Regions from separate parts of the Sus scrofa genome. Here region 1 is linked to region 2. A link is a contact called in public HiChIP or PLAC-seq data. All regions are on one chromosome and are shown on one strand. Each heading gives the region's core, a stretch centred on a gene start, on an enhancer-like site or on the middle of the called end of the contact. The rest is flanking DNA. Distances are from core to core; before and after follow the strand shown. Region 1 overlaps LOC110259422 (a long non-coding RNA gene). Region 2 overlaps LOC110259422 (a long non-coding RNA gene).

Region 1 (3,940 bases), core at 1,378-3,877, 200 kb after region 2:
ATGATATTTAGATCCTCAGCTAAATTTTTTTGCCTGACACAGGCAAAATGATCGTAAAGATATCTTACATGTTTATGACAGTTTCCAGTTTACTAAGCACTCAGTCAACCACTTAGTCCTTAGAAAATAATTAGAGGTAAGTGGTATTAGCCATCTCTCATGGAGGAGGGAATTAAGGTTCTCAAAAAAGGGTTAGCAAATTAAACAAGGAAACCCAGCTAGAATGTGAATAAACAGTAAATTCAGGCCTCCTGATTCCAAGACCAGTCCAGGGAAAGATGTCATCAGTGATGGCAAATATGCTGATACAGCAGCCCTCTTTAATGTTAATCCCTAAACTGGCCTTTATTACCTTCCTGAGTTACGTGAGCTTTATGATACCTGAACTGGTCTGTAAATCATTTACAGGTTAAATATATTCTATTTAGATTATAATTTTCATGAGGGATGGTGGCACACCAGGAATTTTCAACTTACACCTAACCATTTGTTATAACTCTTAGCACCCTGTGAATCTTCAATAAATATTTTTAAAACTTAGCACTCTGCTCTTAATTTGACTACAATTTGTCATGTGACCACTAAGATAATCAGGAAATATTTACTGCAAACACATTATCTGGATACATTAAAAAAAAGTAATTGCCACAGTCCCTTGGAATTTCACTTAATCTATTCCATTTAATCAGGCTATTTTCCTTAGGTTGAAAAATTATTAAAAATATAAGTAAAGCATATTGGATGGTAGTTCTCAGACTTCCTTTGACAACACAATCCTTAAAAATTATGGGGCAACTTTGTGAAAACGTACAAACTACTAATCAATTCCATCTCATCAGAATAATTCAGCATAAATGTTGGTGTGCAGCACTAGGGATTTTATTTTTTATTAATGTTAAGGTTAAATTAAATGCATAGAATGCAAAGTAAGAAACAAGAAGATTGGGGTCCATTCACCAAAAGCTGGTTTTTATGCAGGCATTGGTGTGTTTGTACTTTAATATCCCTCCCTTACTCATTCATTCATTTTGCTCTCTGTAATGTAAGTTATGCTAGATATTAAGCACTGGAAACTAATCATGAAATTAATGCTGAAAATAGGAGAAATACTAAATAACAGTTGGATTTTTTTCCCCAGAAATTGAGAGAAAACAACTACCGCTTCAGTTTGTAATGAAGTGCCATACGCAATTCTGATGCCCAAAGTTTAAAGACTCCTCCAATAGAAATTAAGGTAAACCTGAATTGGCACTCTGGTTTTTCCTGTATTTAAAAAAAAAAAATCAATATACCAACTTGTTTATTTTTTCATTTACCTGCCACATTTTTCTGCTTGAGGGAAAACCATGCACATTTCATAGAAATATAATTCTTTAAGAATATCTCCTTTCCTAACAAGGGGGATTTAGGTCTGAGAGTTTCAAGAAAACCAGAGCTCATGACAATTATATGAAGGCCATGGTCAATCTAATTCACTATCACTCACACTAGCTACCTTTGTGTATATAATATCCATGTTTGCTGGACGTTAAAAATGTAAATCACTGCAAACCCATAGATTGTGTCCAATAAGATAATAATTGTGAAGTTAAATGCTCAGATATATGTGTGTGTGTATATACATGTTTATATATAATATGCATATATATAGAGAGAGAGGGAGAAAGGGAGAGAGAGAGAGAAAGGGAGAGAAAGCACGCACATGCTAGAGAAGGGTGGTGGAAGACAAGTTAAAATAATATTTTTATTCCTTTTTTTCTGGCTGTACCCATGGCACAGAGAAGCTCCAGGGCCAGGGATTGAACAGTGCTACAACAGCAACCCAAGCCATAGCAGTGACAATGCCAAATTCCAACCCATCGAGCAACCAGGGAACTCCAACAAGAATATTTTACTTATCAGCCATAAAATATATGTATAAACATTCAGTTGCTATTCTGACAGTGATAAAAGGAAGACTGGAGAACTAAAAATGATGATGCAACTAAAGGAGCAGATTTGGTTTTTCCTCCTTTTAGTAAATATCCCTCATTCATTTTACCCATCAGTTCTAGGAAAACTTTCTTCTCAGAGCATTTGTTCTCGGCTTGGCGAAGCTATACAGGTGGTGCTGCCTCAGCAGGAAACTGTCTTCTTGCTGAGGGACCGCCAATTATTTGTAGTGAAACTAAAACAGAAGAATAAATATTACATGTTGATGGATACTTGTCAGGAAAGGGAATGAGGTGCTTTCAGTGGGGCTTGTCAGACACAAAAACCTTCAGCAAATCTGCATTTTCAATGGCAAGGTGGCTAGAATTCTCCAGCTGCTCCAACTGGTGAACCTCAAGATTTATCTCATAAATTTAAATTATAGATGACATAGCACTGGAATGGAAATAGATGACACCTTTAAAAATAAATCTAGTGCAACATTTGGGAAAAGGAATCACACATTTCAAAGGGGAAAAAAGAAAGTTCCAATGTGCCAAAACAGAGCTTTTATTTATTGTCCTATTTACTATTCTCTGTCTAAAATTAGCATCTCTCTTACTTTTCCTTTTAGTCTTCTTTATAAGACATGCTGTAGAGGAGCTCTGAAAGTTTTGTACAACTCAAGGAGTAAGCCGGTTGCAACTATAACAAAAAGCTTGCCAAGGTTGAGAGCCAAACTGGCAAGGGTTTCTGTTGTGTCAGCGTTTAAGTATTATTGCAATGTTATCGTATCACTGAAAAAAGGGGAGCATGGGAACAGCAGAGCCAAATGTTAAGGAACATTAGAAGGAAAGTGTGTACCTAGACTTCAATAGAGAGTTTGGCAGTAGTGGACAGGGTTTAACTTTAATAGGAACTGGTCAATTCAATTTTAATTCGGTCATATGAAATTACCCTTTTAAAATTTATTTTAGGAGATCTTGATTCCAGCAGTCTTTCTGAATCAGATAGTGGTAAAGAATAATAAAGAATATAAGTCAGATGAAGACTTCCTTGTGTTAAAAGGAAATTTCCCCTGGTCAGAGCAGGAAGAATACATTTCTCTTGAAGGGAAATTTCAGAGAAACACATTTGAGATTTTTTTCCCTGCTTTGAGGTATTTTTTCACAAGTAAAAGTCAGTGAAAATTTAGACTTTTGTCCTGAGAAACTACAACAGAGTTCATAATTTGAGCACAGATTTTACCAATATTAGAAGAATCAATTGAGAAAAACACAAAGATAAAAGCCTAGAAGCAAAAAAAAAAAAAAAAAATTAACCTATCATTGACATGAATATTTTTATGGGGAGGGGTACCTTTAGAAACATTTTGATCATTTCATGCAAAACATTATGAAAGAGGGGCTGCACTAAATTGGAAACTTTTTTTTTTTAAACTACATGTAAACCAGAGGGGGCTAAGCACAGAAACAGGAGCTGCCAGAAAAGAACTTTTCCCTCCAGTACTGATGGTTTCTGTTCTTCTCGGGTCAGCCATAGAAATATATGTAAACAATGCAGGGGATTTAAAAATCGAAGCGGTGAGTTTAATAGCTCTACTCACATTCACTAGTTGCCTCACTTGCTTTCCAATTCCCTGTAGTTGGAGTCAAATATATTCTCACCCAGTGATCAGTGTTGGTTTTCAAGTGACACTCTGCATGTGGAGCTCAGGAAAACCAAACACCTACAGGAACGTGTTGAAGAAATGGGATAGCAAGGCCGCCAAGTGACTCAGTCTCCGCTTCCATCCCCTGGGGTTTATCAACTTTGTTAATGGGGCATATGTGCTGAGAATTATGTAACATTAAACATGGGGAACATTTCCTGGAGACATTTTTTCATTCTTCCTCAAAGCCAATGCATTGATAAGTCTAGTGTCCAGGTAAAACACCACCCTCTAGTGTACATCTCTAAATAATGCTGCTGGGACTCCTCGGATGATAATGATTGTGATAGTCAAAAACATTAAAGCAAGGACTACGAT
Region 2 (3,554 bases), core at 547-3,046:
TGATATATATAAATATATGTATAAATACACACACACACATTTACACACACTGAAATACTATTTAGTTTTTAAAAAGAATGAAATTCTGGAATCCTGTCATTTTCAACATGGATTAAGCTGGAAAACATTGTGCCAGGTGAAATGAGCAAGACATAGAAAGACAAATCTTCTATGTACAAAATCTAAAATAGTCAAACTCATAGAAACAGGGTAAGACAGTGATTGCCAAGGTCCTATGGGGAGGGAAAAGGGGGTGGTGTCAGCAAAGGGTACATAGTCTGAGTTGTGCAAGATGAAAAAGGTCCACTCTACAGCATGGTGATTACAGTTAACAATACTATATTATACAGTGAAATTGGCTAAGAAGATAGATTTTAAATGAAGTCTTCTTACCACACCCACACAAGAGGTGATGGACATGTTAATTAGCTTGATTGTAATGCTCATTTCACTATGTATATGTATATCAAAACATCAATTTGTACACCTTAAATATGTACAATTTTTATGCCATTGATATCTCAAGAAAGCTGTTGAAAACTTATTTTTCTGACATGCCCATCATCTCATTCACCTCTGGTTACTCTTCTATCCTGCGGAACCCACAATGAAGATCTAGTGTCTTGATTAATCCAAGTGAAAATGAGGAATTTTTAACCCTCACAGTATCTTTGTTCTTTCTGATTAGTTTTTTTTTAAAGCTGTCTCTCCAAAATGAGTGGTAACTTTCAAACTTAATTTAAAAAGAAAAAGAAAAAGAAAAAGGAAGTATAATCATCTTCTAAGTGTAAGTCTGACAGTTTAGGTGCTCTGTCATTTCCTAGAGCAAGTCAGAAACACCTACTCCATGGATCCCAGGCAGTTTTACACTAAACTGTTTTTATTAATGAGAGCTCATTCAACCCCTCCAGTCTCTTGGCGGGAGCAGTCATAGAACTGGGTGGCTTGTGCCTGATTTAGATCAGCACATTGCGTGGCTATAGGATAGTGACACACTTCCTTGGGGCTCAGGATTGTGGAGGCAAGAGAATTTTACTAGGTAGCCCTTGTGGAAATCTGTGGTTTTCTACTTTTTCCAGGAACTGAAGGGCAACAAGAGTGAGTTGATCCTGACTGGAGACGTTGCCCAAAGGTCCATTAACAGGAGAGTATGTCTAGGGCAGAGCTGGCCATGCCTGCCAGAGGCCAGCCAGCATTCATGTGGTTTATCAAGATCATCCCTATGAATGTCACTGAGTAAACAGCACTTAAACTTCTTAAAATATCTCCTAAAAAACTAAAAGGAAATTGCACCAAGCATGGCATCTGGGAGTGAGGTACACAGCTGCTGAAGGCAGGAAACTTAAAGTGGCCTCTCCTCCCGCCACCACGAGCCGATTAGATTCCTTTCTGTATTTTTTAAGGTCTCATGATAATATATACAGATGAATGCAGAGTCTCAGATTTCTGACTTTCTCTGTTTTCTAAGCAGCCTAATCCAATAAGCTTCAAACTTTCCATTGGTGGCTGGTCTGACGATGCAAGCAGAAGGAACAGGTTGGTAGTTTGAAGAAAAAAAAAGAAGAGGGGGCAGAACAACTTCCAATTGCTTACAATTTACAGTTGGCTAAGCAGTAAACACAACTTCTAGATGTGCCAGCCTCCTCAAAACTGGCCATTTTTATCTCACTGTCTCCACTAGCTGCTCAAAGCCATAACCCAAAGTGCCCTAACAGAAAACCACTGGAGGGTGTGGTCTCTGCTTGTACCGGGTAATGAACAGGGAAGCTATTTATTTCTAGGGCATCTCTGTTCAGTGACTCATGTTTCGACTGGAAAATTGGCCACAGCTTTCTAGCAGCTCTTTCCTGCCAGCTCTCCTGGCATCCTACCCAGTGCTTCCACAGCCCCTCCCCCTTTCTCCTTGCCTGGTCTGCTTTTCTATTCCTAAAGCCCCCACTTAATAATAGTCATTGTTCCACGTTAACCTTGAGGATCTGGGAGGAAGGACATTGAAGGGCGTAGCTGTGTGCTATAATGAGCATTTGGCTCTATAGCAGGTGGAAAAGGCTTTGGGGATCTGGGCAGATTAGGAGGAGAGGGGGCTCTAGCAGATGTTGAAGCAAGATGATGTATTGCTGCTCACTCTGGGATTCAGACAATACCAGTGCAAAAGTAGAACAGGGAAAAGGGGGAAAAATTGATCCCTTTTGATACAAACTGGGCTAGAAACCAGACACACTTGAAACTGAGCATTTAAGAAAGACAAATTTGTTTCTAGGCCCTGGGTTTTTGCCTGTCTATTTTTTTTTTTCCTAATGGCAGATCAATTGCCAAATTGTTATTTTAATTTGAATGTTAACTACCTCCAGGGCTTGACTTATTTCCCATCAGCTAAAGGTTCCTATTAGTCTGACTTCTTTGTAGTAAAAGAAAAATAGAAATAGAAGCGTCAAAAACTTCATTTTAGCATGTGTTCAGAGCCAAGAAGCCATTTAAAGCAAAGGTGAATGACATTTAATTAATGATTGATCTTACCATTTGAAGAAACATATAATTAAAGATATTATTGTGCTTTGCACTAGGCAATACAATATTAAAGAAAATACTGATATAAACAAATGTTCCATTCACTTTACAAAGAATCTTAATAGATATATGCTGAATATTACTAGTCCTTTAATACTTATTTCAGTGTTTTATGAAATTCTTGATATGGAGATGGAGATAAATTAAGTGCTATGGTTTGTAAGGTTATTCACATATATTTTTACATACACTTATAGCCACACACACACACACACACACACACACACACACACACACACACATATACATGCAAAAGAGAGCAATTGGAACAGCCAGAGGATGAGTGGTCTAAGAGGCCAAGGTAGAAGCTGCAAGCCTCCCTGATCCAGTCTTAGAAGTCATGAAGTATCCTTCCAATCTCATGTTACTGGATTTAGGAGTCACTAAGGCCAGCCCAGATTCCACAGGAAGGAGAAGACTCTCCATAACTTGATGGGAAGTAGTAAGGTTACCCCTCATCGGAGCATGTGAGATTGGAAACTGCAGTTGTAGCCATTTTTGGAAAATGCAATGTGCAGTATGTCTTTCTTACAACACATAACAACCAGTTCTTGCATTTTTTTTTTGTCATCTTTTTAAGGCCACCCATGCCATATGGAGGTTCCCAAGCTAGGGGTCAAATCAGAACTGTAGCTGCTGGCCTACACCACAGCCATAGCAACTCAGGGATCTGAGCCTCATCTGCAACCTACACCACAGCTCAAGGCAACACTGGATCCTTAGCCCACTGAGCAAGGCCAGGGATCAAACCTATGAATACTAGTCAGATTTGTTTCCGCTGAGCCACAATGGGAACTCCAAGTTCTTGTATTTTTTTTTTAATTAGTGCCTTACTCCTTACAAATCCTGAAGATAAAATTATGTGCCAATCACAAAAAAATCTATGCATACCTGTAGATTTCAAAAGCATTGATGATTGGTGGTGGTATTAAAGTTTATCTTTTTGAAATGTGATAAATCAGTTTACATTTCAGTTTTGCCCCTTG

Evidence for each region. HiChIP or PLAC-seq counts read pairs in DNA pulled down with a chosen protein or histone mark.
Region 1: a contact with region 2 is called in an H3K27ac HiChIP or PLAC-seq map of skeletal muscle. The contact joins two enhancer-like sites. A contact is called at or near these places in 2 of 47 Hi-C or Micro-C datasets (embryonic fibroblasts and skeletal muscle) and 1 of 2 datasets of contacts at active chromatin or transcription factors (skeletal muscle).

Annotation. Positions count from the first base shown.
Region 1 is chr2:97,007,899-97,011,838 of Sscrofa11.1, forward strand. The region is part of intron 4 of LOC110259422 (a long non-coding RNA gene); the gene reads right to left. Among named protein-coding and RNA genes, the nearest start is that of CETN3, 580 kb to the right of the region's middle. Within about 2 kb of position 2,628, at least 2 of the 83 cell types and tissues checked have an H3K27ac peak or open chromatin away from gene starts, as enhancers often do. A contact at or near this core is called in skeletal muscle, where this site is marked.
Region 2 is chr2:96,805,960-96,809,513 of Sscrofa11.1, forward strand. All of the region lies in intron 4 of LOC110259422 (a long non-coding RNA gene), which reads right to left. Among named protein-coding and RNA genes, the nearest start is that of MEF2C, 590 kb to the left of the region's middle. Within about 2 kb of position 1,797, at least 16 of the 83 cell types and tissues checked have an H3K27ac peak or open chromatin away from gene starts, as enhancers often do. A contact at or near this core is called in skeletal muscle, where this site is marked.